Regions from separate parts of the Mus musculus genome. Here regions 2 and 3 are each linked to region 1. Evidence: chromatin contacts called from public Hi-C and Micro-C data. All regions are on one chromosome and are shown on one strand. Each heading gives the region's core, a stretch centred on a gene start, on an enhancer-like site or on the middle of the called end of the contact. The rest is flanking DNA. Distances are from core to core; before and after follow the strand shown.

Region 1 (5,112 bases), core at 973-3,472:
TCTTTCTTTCCACGCAGAGGCGAAGCACTGAAGGTGACCTTGCCTTATCCGCATTCGAGGCTGATTAGTGAGGGAGACCGGAAGAGGAGCCACACCCAATATTAGTAAAAGTAGTTGGTGCCTGCTTCTCCAAGACCCCCAAGCTCCCTTTCTCTCTCTCTCTCTCTCTCCTTTTTAAGAGTTTTTATTTCTATGAGTACACTGTCGCTGTCTTCAGACACACCAGGAGAGGGCATCAGATCCCATTACAGATGGTTGTGAGCCACCATGTGGTTGCTAGGAATTGAACTCAGGACCTCTGGAAGAGCAATCAGTGCCCTTAACTGCTGAGCCATCTCTCCAGCTCCCCACCCCCACCCCCACCCCGGTGTTCCCTTTTCTGAGGAAGGAATTCCATTCTTGTGCTATGCCAGGCACCCAGCAGATGATATTCCCCAAACAAGGAGTTCCTTCAGTTTAAACCAGAGATTCTCAACCTTCTGAATGCTGTGACCCTTTAATACAGTTTCTCATGTTATGGTTGTTGGTATTCTGTCTGGACTCCACCCCCACAGTTACCTGGCAACAGCCAGGTAGGCCTGGCCCACTATAAAAGGGGCTGCTTGGCCCCTCTTCTCTCTCTTACTCTCTTACTCTCTTGCCTCTTGCTTCTTGCCCCTTGCTCCCTCTTTCTCCCCATTCACTTCCTTTCTCTCCACGTGGTCATGGCCGACCTCTACTTCTCTACCCTCTCTCTCTTTGCCTTTCCCTGCCTCTACTGCCCTCTTTACTCCCCTCCTTGCGCCCTAAATAAACTATTCCATACTATACTGTTGTGTGGCTGGTCCCTCAGAGGGAAGGGATACCTTGGCATGGACCCACGGAGACATCTCCTTCCCCACACCCTGCCAGAACATATTCTTATAGCTCTTTCTTTTTTTATGATCACAACAAAGGTGGCCCTCAACCATAAAATTATTTTTGTTGCTATTCATAATTGTAATCTTGCTACTGTTATAAATCATAATGCAAATCTGCTTTCTGGTGGTCTTAGGGGAACTCTATGAAAGGGTCCTTTGGCCCCCTCGAAGGGGTCGCGACCCACAAGTTGAGAAGTGCTGCTCTAAAGGCTGCCCTTGAATGGAAAACACTTCTGAGAAGTTGATCTTTTTCTTCTTTTAGTTAAAAGGAAAGCAGAACAGTCAGGCACCCAAAATGCAGGATTTGAGGTGACAAAGACTATTTAGAATAACAATGATTCGGTCTATGCATGTGTAAATGAGCCCAAAGAAGAGCTACTCCGTAGCTTACACAACAGGAAACTGGCTGAAATAAGTGAGCAGAGAGCTGCCAATACTTCCAAGTCTTCCCTTTCTAAGAAATGCATAGCAAATGAGTGTTGGAAACGTTGGTTTTGCAGATGGGTTAGAAATATAAATATGTATAATACATAAATAAATATCTTATATGATGAGAGCACGTGAAGGTAAAGGGAGCTGCCTCTGGAACTCACTTCAGAAATGTCGCAATGTTTTCCTCCCTCTGGAAGCACGGGAGCTTTAAAAAGAAGCACTTAAATACTAATTCCAGCACTATTTAGGACTATGAATGTGTAAATGAGACCAGACTGTGAGTTTGAAGTTAGTGTGTTTTATATAGTGAGTTCCAGGACAGCCACTGGACCCTTTCACAGAAAACGGAAAAACAAAAACAAAAACAAAACCTAACCAGAACACGCGCGCTAGCGCGTCCTTTTTCTTTTCCTTTCTCTTCTTCATTTGCGTTTCTGGTTTGTTCTGTTGTGTTTGTTTTGTTTCTTTCATTTGCTTTGTTTGTTTGTTTGTTTGTTTGTTTTGTTTTGTTTTTTCGAGACAGGGTTTCTCTGTGTAGCCCTGGCTGTCCTGGAACTCACTTTGTAGACCAGGCCTGCCTCTACCTCCCGAGTGCTGGGATTAAAGGCGTGCGCCACCACGCCCGGCTTCATTTGCTTTTTTAATGAGAGAAAGAATAAGGGAAAAGAAAGGCACATGCCAATGATACACTTTATCCACTAGAGAGCGCCGCAAGACCGTTCTAGACCTGAGGAGGGCGGGGAGGGAAGAAGGGCTCGCCTCGCCCTTGTATCCCCGCTCCCGCTGTCTGAGCCCTGCCCCTTGTCCCTCCCCCACCTACTACGCCCCGCCCCTCCTGGGTACCGCCCCGCTAGCCCAGCCTCGCCCTCTGGCCACGCCCCTCTGGGGCCTGTCCTGCTCCTCCGGCTTCCAGGTCATGGCGCCAGCAGTGGCTACTTGGGCTCCCGGCTTGTGGCGGGCCTGCAACGCACTCATGGCAGCTTTCTTCGCCCTGGCCGCTGTGGTGCAGGTCAGGCGGGCTGAGGAGGGCTGGCAGAGGGACCGCGAAGCCTGGGCGACCAGTTCTCAGGGTGGAGCCGAATTGGGACCCACAGAGTCCTTTCAAGCAGAAAGAACATGGATGAATATGTGTAGTTAGGCAACGCACTCAGAGCTTGACCTAGCGGCCCCGCGTGCAAGTTTGTGCAGCCGGTCACTTAGAAAGGGGCCCAGAACCGCAGCTCTGACACCTTTTCGAATCTTCAGCCTCAGTGAGATGGGTTTTAGCGCCTGGGAGGAAAGTGGAAATAGAATAGACAGCATCCTTACCCTTCCTAGACCTCTTCCTGATCATCCTCAGGGTGACTGCCCTCGTATCTTGGGACCTAGGATTTTCATATACACTATAATAGTTCTTAGGAAATCCCAAGCAGTTATTTTCAAAAGATGCATGGCTGGGTGGTTAGATCTACCTGTTGTGTTCAACCGAGAGGAGAGTCCCTGCTGCCATCGGGATGTGCAGACTGCTAAACTAGCTCATGGTGTTATGTACCCTGAGCCCATTGTAGCGCCTAGTTCTTCGCAATGAATAGTAAACACAAGGCCAGACCAGACAGAGGATACATGGATCTAATGTGAGCTAACACCTTGACGTTTTGACATTCTAGGTAAACGATCCAGATGCAGAGTTGTGGGTGGTGAGTATGAGCTACTTGCAAAACGTTCCTCCATTTGACACGACTACACTCTGATCCTGGGACTCTTGTCTAAAACCCAGAAATTAATACCTCTGTGAGCTCATGTCCCTAATTTTTCGCATCGGAGGGGGAAATCACTCTGATCATATAACTGATGGAGATGTGAATTCTGAACTTTCTGTAGACACGAAAGTCTTTCTGCAGAGAGAGCTTATACCAGCGACTCCCACTTCCCATGACTACACCGGGCATGACAGTAAGAGCTCCTGTCTTTGCTAAGGACTTACAACATGCTAGTCATTTGACATACATTATGCTAACCTTTATGACAGCCGTAACAAGGATGTGTGCCGGTTATATCCATCTGTGACTTTTGTTCTCAGACAACAATAGACCGTCTTGGAGGCAGACTGCACAGTATCACTGAGAAACTCATTCTTGGGTTTGGGGACAGTGTTCACTGTATAGAGAGCAGTGAGTGAGAACACCAGGAATGCAGAGCTGAGTTCTAGCCTGGTTTGAATGTTGGTGCAGTAGAACCATGGCCTGAAACTGCTTGTTATCCAGAGTCCCCTCTCCCCAAATTAGATGACCTCCTCAGCATTTTGCTCCATAGCCTGAGTTCACAATCATATCTCATATATCCCCTCAGGAAGCTCCATGTTGATTCTCTAAAAGATGGCTCCAAATAGCCACCAGCACCACCATGCTGCTCTGTGAAACCTGTCTGGGATCCCACAGAACACCTCCTCCCTAAGCCTCGTCCACCTCCTGACTGACCCAGCAATTTCTGTTCTCAGCAGAGCTACTAGGCATCTTCACTCAATACCTGTTGCCTTTAACATCACTGCCCTGAGATGCTGTCAAAAGTAAAAAAAGAATTCAGCAGCATCCATTCTAGGCATAGGTACATGCACAGTGCCTGAGTACCCTACCTTTGCTCGTTCCCACTCAGCCCTCCCTTACTTCCCCTGAAGACAGCCTTATAACTCTTCTATCTGCCTCCTGCCTCCTCTGCCTCTACAACACTGTCCGCTTTCAAACCCTTTGTTGTTTCCCAAGCTAAGTCGGAGCTCCTCCATTTGGTCTTTAGCCCCACCATAGCATGGCCCATCCCACATTTCCAGCATTGTCTTTGGAGTCTAGTCCAGAAATGATGGCAAATGGGCCTTGCCCCTAGCCTGCCTGCTGCTGTGTGCCCAGGCTCCCAGGACTGTCTCAGATGCCATCTCAGTCGCTCTGCCTCTTTCCAGGAGGATCTGACCATCCTTCCTGATCTCTTATTGTAGCAATAACTCCTTTGGCTGATGCTCTGGGCAGCCAGCTTCCAGAAGGACAGGGACATGGTCTCCATCTTCTTAGGAGCCTTGTATAAAGTTTCCTCGTAAAGATCCTCCCGAGGGAAGTACAGAAGGAATGGATGCACAGATGAACAGTACTATGTTGCTTTCTGCACTTTGGAAACTAGGTCTTCGCCCAGCTCCTTCCCACAGTCCCTGCTGTACCTTGTTCATGGAGGCTACTTGCATCACAGAGGCAAATACTGGGATGTGGATTATAACAACAGGTTATAGAAATACAGAACATATCACGTAAGAAACGAAGCGTTCCATAATTAAAGAAAGAAAGAAAGAAAGAAAGAAAGAAAGAAAGAAAGAAAGAAAGAAAGAAAGAAAGAAACTCTGGTGGTCACTTGGTGGTCAAGAGTGGCATGAAGGAATAGGGCTTTCTCTTCTCAGCCTTCCTCATGTTTATTGAATAGCTTCTGCAGCTGCAGACCTCTCTAAGCCCCAGAGGAGTATACCCAATGCGTGAGGAGTCAAAGCAGGAGCGAGATAGGTTTCCTCCTGGGCTTCCATCCCTCCAGTTACAGACAAAATGTTTCCCAAGAAGTCCCTTGGACAGGTGGCATTTGGTTTGCACAAATCAGCATGCCGTGTTGTTATTAGAGTCTCGGTGTGATTTATATGCAACCATACCTTGTTAAAATGCCTTGTATGGCATTAACTTGGCCCTGGGAGACACCGCCTTACCTATATTCCTGGACATGACCATTTTTGCAATGGATGAGAATTAGGGACAAGTCCAGGGTACTCAATGACTTT
Region 2 (5,112 bases), core at 1,564-4,063, 500 kb before region 1:
GGGGTGAATTTGAGGGAGAAACATTGCCTATTTCCATAATGATCTGAGGCCTGAAATTCAGCTCTTTCCCCCAGGGTTCACTCTCTCCTTCTCCCAACCCTAGAAACTGCCCCCTCCATGTGGGACAGAGACACTATGTGGGGAAGAAGAGAGGAACATCAAGAACCTCTTCAAAACCACATGGCAATGTCCAGTTTTCACAGGGATTCAATCTCAGACTTTAATCTCTGAGACTACAACCTTATCAACGTAGGCTGTCATGAACAAACTGAATAAGGAAGAAAGGGGGAGGGAGAGTGCGGGGATGGGGGAGGAGAAGGGGAGGAGTGGAGGAGGCAGGGAGAAACCCCAAGAGATGTTCGTGAGAATCAACTAGAAAGTGGTGAGAGCCAACGTGGGCTTACTGAGTCGAGACAGGAAAGAGGAGATGAGTCCCCGAGTCCTGGGTCAGAGGTAACACACGAGAAACAATGCACATCTGTTTCAGAAAGGCACCTGCCTCTAAGCCATTCTTTGCTTTGCAAACTGAGCCAAGCGAGAATTCACTGCCAGACCAAACAAACTCCTAAAAAGTGGTGTCTTGCTCTTAGTTTGTTCACAGTGCCCATCTTCTACATAGCAAGGCATGGAGACCACAGACTGTTGCTCACAAGCCTAGTCCAGTTCAAAGGGATGCTGAGTAAGCCCATGCTGGGAATAGCTACAGGAAGACTGTGGTGGCAAGGTCAGGTAATGAAGGGTTAAGAAGGGATGTTCCCTCTAGAGTGCATCCAAGTCTAGTCCTTGACATCTCCTCTCAACACCCACCAGATCAGGGTGGGAGAGGCAGGCAGAATCAGCTCTTCCAGCATGCCTAGAAATTTCTGCCTGCCTTCCTCTTTTCAGCAAGGTAGGGGTGATTAATGTTCAGAGCAGTGACAGGAGGAGGTTTAAGCCACGGAGATAATAAGCAATGTGCAGATATGAGCTAAAAGGTGGAGGGACCAGGCCAGCCTTGGTGGGTCAACTCACAAGCAGTGGGCTGGGGGCTGGGCCTGGGAACTAGGGCAGTGCCCACTCTGTGTGCCAGAAATGGAAGTGTTTCCTGGGGCAGGGCTTTTCATTGGAACCACATCCAACCATTCATCTTCATGGGGACGCTGGAAGCACAGCTGATTTCGCATCCTCTGCCTGTGCAGTTCCGAAAGGAGAGGCTGGGCTCCTGTTGTCCCTTTGGCTTTGACTTTCCAATGATCTCCCTGGGGAGCCAGAGACACGGGTGGGAGGAAATCAGAGTGGGACTGTGACTATCAGGTTTTCAACTCCTGTTACACATTTTGGAAGGGGACAGTAGACACTGTCTTTACCATGTGTGCAGTACAAGATGGCCTGAACATTACAGAAGCATGAACTCAGGGAGGTCTGCCTTGGGAGAAGTCCTCCAGTCTCATCAGGAAAGACAAGCACCCCACTGGGAGACCTACCCTCTGTGCTCTGTCAACACGCAATGGGGAACATTCTTCCAGGCAGAGGCAATTGCCCTTTCCATACCATCCTGCACTTAACACCTGGGAACACCCCCAGCTCACACTAACCCGCTTGCTGTTCTTTTCAGTGAGGTGCCCACACTGCTCTGCTCTTTATATTAAAGTGGCACGCCAGTTTTTAAAATAAATTCAAAAACAAAAAAACAAAACAAAAAACCTAAGCATGGTACAGCCCATAGTAAAGTGTCCACGAACCATGAAATACAGCCTGGGGATTATTGGTGAGATTCTTATCCTTGAACATCAGGAACTCCGTAGACTGGTACTTTGTGTTGCCATTCTTTCTAAAACCAAAAGCACACCTAGCTGCTTCCTACGGAATGCGGGAGAGCCTACTGCTCCTAAAGGAAGCGACTGTGGAAGTGACTTAGAAGGGGAGAGGTAGTACGCGCGAAGAGGACAGGGCCAGGCCCGTTAAGGGGGGCGCGAGGCCTGGGAACCCAAGGCAGGCACCCAGTAGCGCCTCTCACCTGTGGATGTTCATCTCTCGCGGAGGGCGGTGGGCCTTGTCATAGGAGACCTTGGCGAAGACGCCCGCCACGATGACGAAGGCGATCACCCCGCAAGTGATGTAGACGGTGAAGTTGGTCTTGTCCTTCTCCGGGTCGTACTTGTTCTCGGGCCCCGGCGACACTACCTTGGTGCTGGGCGTCTGCACCCATACGGGGCTTTGGTAGTTGGTGCACTGGCGCTGGTCCAGCTTCTCGTGGCGCTTCTTGCAGCAGAAGCGATAGTAGCAGGTGCCGCAGCAGTACAGGTAGCCGCTCTCGCTGTTGTTGCACTCGAACTCCTTGTCGTACTGGCCGCTCACGTCGTAGTAGCCCCAGCACGTCTCGTAAGTAACAGTCGCGCTGGCCGCCGCCGCCGCCGCCGCTGCCGCTGCTGCGGACTGTCCCCGCCGGCTGCCCGCCTCCGGGACGCCGGACGCTCGGGCGGTGCTGTTTAGTTCGCGGCCGCCTCGGGCCAGGGCGCCCCCAGCACGCCGACCTCCGACGGCTCCCGCGTTCAGGGTCCGGTTCCCGGAGCGGCCGCGGGCGGCGTCTGCGCCGGGCGGCAGGTGCAGGGACGCGAGCGACAGCAGCAGCGACAGCAGCAGAGGCGGCAGCAGGAGGCGGCGCAGCGCCATGGCGGGGCCGGGCGGGAGGGCGCGGGCGGACGCGGGCTGCAGGCCGCTGCCCCGGCGGCTGGCCGGGCTCCGAGGGCGGCCGGGCGGGCTGGAAAGGCGAGACGGACCGGTCAGCGGCGGGGAGATGGCGCCATCGAGGCGCGGGCGGCGGCGGGAGCGCACGGAGCGGCGGGGCGCGGGCTGCGCGGGGCTCTCAGGCTGCGCGCCGGCTCCGCGCTCCCCCTGCGGGCTCCGCGCGCCTAGCGGGCAGCCCCATCCCCCGCCCGCGGCAGCGGCGGCTCCGCGCGACTCGGCTCAGGCCGGCCCCGAAGCGCGGCTCCCGGAGGCGGCGGCAGCGGCGGCGTGGTCCCGTCCGGGCAGGTCCTGCGGGACGAGACGGGGCAGCGGTCACGGGGTGCGGAGAGCGGCGAGCAGCCGGGCGGAGAAGGAGCGCTCAGCCCTCGAGGAGTGCGTCCCGACTGGGACAGTGGCCCGAGGACGCGTGGAGAACCCCTGGGGAAGCCACCGGGCCGCCGAGCCCGGGGACGGTGCTGCCGACTGAGGCTGGGGTCCGGCGGGCAGCCGGGGTGCGCGGCGGCTGCACCTCAGTCACTCACCATGCCGGGCTGCGACTGCAGCGGCGGCGGCGGCTAGGCGGGAGCGCAGCGACCGGAGCGAGTGAGCGGAGCCGGGAACCGCCTGCACTAGTGCCGGAGCGTGTGCGATAGGAGAGAGGGAGACACACGCACTCACACAGCCGCACACGCGGGAGCGCCGCGCGGGGAGGGCGGGGAGGGAGGCCAGCCGCTCGCCGCCGCCCACGTTTCCACGCCTGGGCGCCCGGTTGGGGGACGGCAGGACTTCTCTTTGCCTCTTCCTCTCCCTCCTCCCCACCCCCCGCCTCGAAGCTTCGCGTCACCAACGCCGGGACACCAGTTAAGCGACTAAGATGGCAAAGAGGGAGCTCACCCCCACTACCTTCACCCCGGAGCAAGGCCAGAGTGAGCCCTCTGGAGCCGGCCAGCGGCAGGGTTAAACCTACTCTGACATTGCCCTTCTAGCCCTCTGGTCAAGTATTTCTAACCCTCCCTCACTCCCCCGCTTTACTTCAGCCTGGTCTTTGCGCTACCAGAAAGCAAGTTGGGGTTTCTGCAAGCCTCTGCCTCTCCCTAGTGGTGATGTTCACAGCCAAGATAAGAGGTCAAGCCCATTGCTACAGGTTCCTACACTGAGGCCAGGGGTCAAGTGGCTGTTGGGCCACCTAGTGTGATGAACTTAGGCTCCTTTCTCCTCCATCGCTCGTGCAGGAGTGAGATAGCTCCAGCTCTGGGTGACACCTCGAATTCCCTCTTTCTCCAACTTTTTTTCTAGCATTGAGACGAGAGTTAAAAAATAAATAAAAAGAAATAAATAAATAAAACTACCTGGGTTTTAAAGATTTCTTTGGAAAGCCCTACATTCCTGTCGTTGCTGCTGGAGGAGACAGATTAGAGAGTCCCTTGTGACCAGAGTGAGACCAGGCTGGCTGAAAGGAGACCCACGAGTCTGGCTTTCTAAGCTATGTGGCCACCCCAAGGGGGAGTCAGAGTCTTAGTTTGCTGTGTGTTGTGTGGAGAAGGTGGGAGACCCGAGAAGAGGAGCAACAGCCAGCCCCAGACCGTAGTCCTGAGAACTTTGGTGGGAGACAGAGGCAGGCTGTTAGAATGATAGTAACAGAGAATTTCCCTGAAGTGGTCTACTCAGTCCTGCTCACGATGTGCCTCAAACAAACTCTCAGCATTCAGGGAGTCTGGTGTTAAATGGATGGACTGAATTGGAGCTGAAACCCAGAACCCACGGCACAGAGGGACATTTTTACCTGAGATGGGAAGAGGGGGACTTCTCTGGCCGACCGTTCTAGAAACTCTCCGTGTGCTGCTCATTCTCTATCCCCTCCTCCTTCCTCTTCTTCCTCGGCACTTCCTCCGATTTCCTCGGCTTCGTCTCTTAATGGCTCTGTTAACAATCGTTTTTAGTGCCAATCCTGCCAAGCACACTGGTAAGTGCTAAGATAAGGAATGACAGTCCCTTCTCTCAGGAGTTCCTTTACAGAGGAGACAGTCAAATGACTTCTGCGTGGCATGTTTGTGTCATGACCGAGATGGGCACAGCCTATTCTGCGAGCAGGATACAGGCTTCTAGCATCACCCACGAGGGGAGCAGTGAGGGTCAAATACAGTTCTTGGGGTGCTAATGAAATGCCTGGTGAAGAATGGTTAGGAGTTAGAAAAACAAGACAGAATAAAGATGCTTCCAGCAGAGGCAGGGAAACTGGGAGAAAGAGGGTGGGTGAGCTAAGCATACACAATGGTGAAAGCCATAGGGGGGTTTCTAAACAAGGGCAGCCAGGAGGCACTGTATTCCTGCCAAAGAATTTGTGTTTAACAATGGCTGGGAAAATATTGGTAGGTTTGAATAGAAGATGCCATCAGATTTATAGGT
Region 3 (5,112 bases), core at 1,022-3,521, 460 kb before region 1:
GATGAAGCAATTATACAAAATGAAAACAAAAACCCAGAAACCAAAATTTAGGTCCTCTATAAATGTAATTGTTTTCAGTGTCTACCTAAAGAAATTGCTAGCATTCTCTTGAGTGCTAACTGGTAAGTTTATTGTAAGTCCCTTCTAAGTTTATAGACTTTCTTGGGGGGGGGGGCATTTGCATACTATCTATAACCAGAGAACTGCTTTAAACCCCCCCCCCCCCCCTCCTCTCCACACACACACAGTTCTTGCAAGAGATTTGGTCTGGTTTCTCCTCTGCGTTTCTGAATTACACTGCTTTTTCTTTCTCATTGTTCTCCGATTTGCATCCACCTTGCTCTTCAGTCAACATCACGATGCCACATGCTGATATGATTGTATTAATCTAAATCACTAGGATTAGCTTATTCTGAATTTGGATTTCCTTACAATATTTTTACCATTTTTTTTTTTACAAGCAATCACATATGACTTGCAGGCCTTGGTAAAAAATTACGTGGCTTTTTTTTTTTTTTTTAAAGCTTGTCAATTCTTTGCAAAGGTTGAAATCTGTCTTTGCAGCGATTGTCCCTCAGTGGGTTACACAACCCCAGCACCAACGTTCCAGATTCTGTAGCATACTCTAAATAAAGCAGACCCGTCCTTAGGCGAGGATGGCCCGGCATTTCCTGTGTTTGGTGAGTGCGGGCTGTTCTGGACCTCCTGTGAACTACAAGAGAAACAGTTAAGGGATTTGTTCAGTCTGCTGAAGGTATTCCTCCCAGAGTGCTAAATCCTACAAAGTAGAAATTTAGACCCAACAACCCCTGCAGGGCAGAACTGGGAGGAAAAGAGGCCAGGCTGATGCTGAGAAAAAACGATGAGTCAAAAACTCAGGGGTCCGAAGGAGTCAGGTGAGCTGATGGTAAACTCAGCAGCACCCCTGGAAAGTGATCAAACAGAGTAGAGAAGCAGGAAAGTCTTCCGCGAACAAGTAAACTAGTCCATTCATAGCCTTCGGGCTTACGGAAGCCCCCTCAGACTGAGCAGTGTAGAAGCCTCAGAATAGAGTGAGTGATTGCTCAGGAACCTTCTCTGAAGTGTAGCCTCAGATCCCCTGAATTGTTCCACACTGAGTCTCCCAAGGCCGTCTTTCTAGCTTCTTAGGCCCTTTACTTGAGCACTTCCCCTTTCTTCCCTGAGCTCCCGAAAGCAAGGGTCTCTGGAGTGAAGAAACTGTGCACTCACTCACAAGGGAGGCATCATTGTGGTTTCCGGAGCAAAAAGTGGGTGGGAGGCGGGGCATCTCTGAGCCATCCGCAGGATGCTGCCCTTTACAACGTTAATTAGGATTTCACTTGTTTATGATAATGACGGTAATCATGATTACTTTCGAGAATTTAGCTCTCTGCGAAGAATACCTTCCGCAGATCTGTGTGGTTGTTTTCTTTGTTGTTGGAGAAGCTTTCCTTCTCCATCCTTTTTGCCCCTTGGCTTGATCGAATGCTCACGCGCCCGCTGCCCACCTTCTCCTATCCCATTTCCTCTCTCACATCTTCCGGGCTTAGAGCAACTAAGCTTAGAAAGTTAGAGAAACATAAGGAAGTCTACTAGGACTTCCTTGTCTACCTTCATCCACCTGGACCATCTGCATCCAGAGAGCAGTGACAGCTCTGGTTGTTGTCTGGCATGTGGAGGATCTGAGACAGATAGCTGCACTCCTGGGGCCACCTGAGGTTCTATTTGATGCTTTATACAGCTGTCTCTTCCGCTTGCTATTTTTCCGTTGCCTGCCAATCCTCCCTCTCCTCTTTCTGCCTCCAGGAGAGATGGGCAGGCTCCTGAGAGCTCCTCAAACCACAAAGGTGATGTGTTTGTGGTGTGAAGAGCTTGCAAGTGGCAAGAACTGCAGGCCAGAAACAGCCATCAGAAGCCCTGTGGACACTCTGCCCAAACCTGCCCCAACAGACACCCACACTCCCCTCCCACTCCAGCACCTAGCTCCCAGGGTCATTCTGACTTGCAAAGTGAAAATTACTTGTGTGGTGGTGGCTCGCTCCAGGAGCCACTGATTCCCAACTGTCAGTGGCTGACATTATTACACATAGCAACTTTTCTACTGCAAATGAAGCTGCAAATGAAATGCTAGTTTCCAGCAGAGTGCCCCCCCCCTCCAACCCCAACTGTGTGGAATTGTTGGCAGGCATGCAAGTTCGCAATGCCAGCCCTCTTCTAATCCCCCCTTGTTTTGCATTGGCCAGGGTTGTGGATGCTAGGGAACCTCCTGGAATTCACCCCTACAGACCAAAGTGACTGAAGCCCCAGCTTCTGCCGCTTCCTCTCACGGTGGTGCATCTATTATGATAATGGACTCCTGAGAGGCTTGAGCTAAACTGAAGCTCAAGTCATCACCTCCTACCCTTCGCCTTGCCTTGTCTAGGACATAACTCAAACCCAGGTGAATTAATATGCAATGAGTTAGAGAAACTTGAAAAGCAGAAGATAGGAAGGGGGTGGTACTTCTTGTGCTCTTACTGATAGGTCAGATTTAAAATTTGGGATCTCAGCTGGGCGTGGTGTCGCACGCAGTTAATCCCAGCGCTTGGGAGGCAGAGGTAGGCGGATTTCTGAGTTCCAGACCAGCCTGGTCTACAGAGTGAGTTCCAGGACAGCCAGGGCTACACAGAGAAACCCTGTCTCGAAAAACAAACAAACAAACTTGGGATCTCTTTAGTTTTCAAGGGGGCGGGGATTTAAAAGAAAGAGAACTAAGACTCCACATGGTGTGGAAAATGCTTTGTGGTCTCTTTCCAAAGCCACATGCCAGCTTTAAAAGAAGTAGCAGTTAGTCTCCTCATGCCTCATAGAATGAAGAATACCAGTGCTAATGGTCCACACAACATAGCCTGTGGTTCCAGGAGCAGGGTGGGCGATGGTGACAGAACCATGTGCTTGATTCTTTGTTTCACAGCTGGTAGAATCTAGGCAGTACAAGCTGGCGTTGTACACAGAAACGGCAGAGGATGTAAGACCTTCACTCAGCTTGGCACTGGCTAACCAGTCTGCCCCATCTTAGGCTTAGAAGCCATCTTATAGCAAAGGCAAACTAGTTTCATTCCTGTTTATGATTAAACTTCTGTTTCTAAAGGATTGGGATATGCTCACATGTAACCTTAGTGACAACTGGTTCTGTACTGCCTGTCCCAGAAACAACACCCATGTCTTTGTTTCAAAAAGTTATAACCACCTTGCAATCCGACTTTTATTTCAAAAGGTTGTTATGACTACTTGTTGTTATGACTACCTGTTGTTATGACTACCTGTTGTAATGACTACCTTATGACCATCTTGCAGTCATATCTTTGTTTCGGGAAATCCTTATGCCTAACTTGTTCTGCTCTTGTTCTTCTGTAACCCTGCTGACTTTGCTCACCAATCCCCTACTTGGAAATCCCCTACCCCAAAGCTATTAAAAAAAAAAAAACTTGTCTTCCTCAGGTCCAAAGATGACCTCTGGAACCCTGCGTTAGTGGGAGGCAACCTATGTATATGAATAAAAAAGCTTCTTTAATCAATTGCTTGCTTGAATCCATTTGGCCATGATGACTGTGATTGGTGGTCTTTCTCTTTGATTCTTTGGGGCTAACATTATGGACTTTACTTTGTGCCCTGCTCATCAATGGCTTCTTTTGTTCTGAGTTATCTTCCAGGAGCTAAAATGTCTCCTATAAACATCAAACAAACCACGGAGTAAAGAGGTCCCCCACATGCCTGCCTACTGTCTCAGAGGTAAAATTCAACTCAGGTTTCCCTGTATACTTGTTTGTTTCTACAATAATAACTTCACGACTAAAGCTGGTAAGAGCTTCATTTGGGTTTTCCATGTAGGAAATTATTTCAAAACCAATCTTATATACCCTCAAGTTACATACACCCTAGAGCCCTTTTCAAGACATGACAGATATTGATATTATCATTTCTATTACCACTTCTCTGACAAGTGGCATTCCTCGGTGACTTTCATAGTCTTTGTCAACTTGACACAAACCCAGACATATGTGGGAGGAGGAATCTCAATTGAGGAATTGCTGCCATCAGATTGGCATGTCTGTGGGGCATTTTCTTAATTGTTAATTGATATAGGAGAGGTCGGTCCACTGAGGGCTGTATCATTCCTGAGCAGGTGGTCCTGCGTTGTGTAGGAAGGCAGGTTGAGCAAGCAATGGGGAGCAAGTCAGTAAGCAGCATTGTTCCGCGGCCTCTCTTTCAGTTCCTGCCCTGACTTTCTGCTTTGGCTTCTCTTGATACTGCCCTATTACCTGTAAGCCAATAAATTTTTTTCCTTGAGTTTTTTTGTTTCGTTTTGTTGTTGTTTTGTGTTTTTGTTTGCTTGGTTGGTTGGTTTTTCAAGACAGGGTTTCTCTGTATAGCCCTGGCTGTCCTGGAATTCACTTTGTAGACCAGGCTGACCTCGAACTCAGAAATCCACCTGCCTCTACCTCCTGAGTGCTGAGATGAAAGGCGTGCGCCACTACAGCCCAGCCCTTGAGTTGTTTTTGGTCAGCATTTTATCACAACAGAAAACAAACAAGAATAGTCACAAAAATCATCTTGTTTTTAAGGTCTTTTAATTCTTTGGAACACAGATCACTATCAGCTTTGTTTAGTTATTATATGTCTGCTTTCTTTGCCTATATGGGTCTAATACTTATATACTTTGTTAGAATACTTTGTTAGAATCAACTCAGTAATATTTATTTATGTGATTATTTTGATAGCATCAAGATGATGGGATAATACCAAATTTTCCACTAAACTCCAAGCCCGCATCGAGTGACTGTTACATAGCAGATGCTCAGTAAATGAAAGAATGAATAAATTAGCACTTTGCTTTTTATCAGACCAAATGGGAAGGCTAGAAAGCCTTCAATTTTACAATTCTTTTAGAATGATAAAACATGTATAATAAAGTGCTCTTGCTTGGGCCTTTGCTTCGTTCTCTACAAAAAGCATTTTGACAATTAGTATCCCATCCTGAGATTTCTAAGGGGAAGGACCTTTAAAAGGTGATTAGGACTCAGCCTAAAGAATGGATAAATCTCTTTAAAGAGGTTGGTAGATCCATGGGTT

What was found. A called contact is a pair of places that touch in the nucleus more often than the background predicts.
Region 2: a Micro-C map of embryonic stem cells shows a contact between it and region 1, with 5 times the contacts expected there. The contact joins the promoter of Shisa6 here to the promoter of Tmem220 in region 1. A contact is called at or near these places in 1 of 39 promoter capture datasets (embryonic stem cells), 1 of 15 datasets of contacts at CTCF or cohesin (stem cell-derived epiblast-like cells), 11 of 484 Hi-C or Micro-C datasets (cortical neurons and embryonic stem cells), 9 of 115 datasets of contacts at active chromatin or transcription factors (astrocytes, embryonic stem cells and epiblast stem cells) and 1 of 9 other capture datasets (embryonic stem cells).
Region 3: a Hi-C map of differentiating embryonic stem cells shows a contact between it and region 1, with 5 times the contacts expected there. The contact joins the enhancer-like site here to the promoter of Tmem220 in region 1. A contact is called at or near these places in 1 of 39 promoter capture datasets (embryonic stem cells), 2 of 484 Hi-C or Micro-C datasets (differentiating embryonic stem cells and embryonic stem cells) and 5 of 115 datasets of contacts at active chromatin or transcription factors (embryonic stem cells and epiblast stem cells).

The regions. Positions count from the first base shown.
Region 1 is chr11:67,022,932-67,028,043 of GRCm38.p6, forward strand. It overlaps Tmem220 (transmembrane protein 220), which reads left to right and starts at 2,223. Exons shown (of 6, transcript NM_001291042.1): 1 at 2,223-2,340; 2 at 2,978-3,007. The coding sequence starts at 2,248.
Region 2 is chr11:66,523,313-66,528,424 of GRCm38.p6, forward strand. Shisa6 (shisa family member 6) reads right to left here and starts at 2,814. Exons shown (of 5, transcript NM_001034874.3): 1 at 1,997-2,814. The coding sequence starts at 2,652.
Region 3 is chr11:66,566,345-66,571,456 of GRCm38.p6, forward strand. No RefSeq gene overlaps it. Among named protein-coding and RNA genes, the nearest start is that of Gm40028, 22 kb to the left of the region's middle. Within about 2 kb of position 2,272, at least 22 of the 459 cell types and tissues checked have an H3K27ac peak or open chromatin away from gene starts, as enhancers often do. A contact at or near this core is called in differentiating embryonic stem cells and epiblast stem cells, where this site is marked.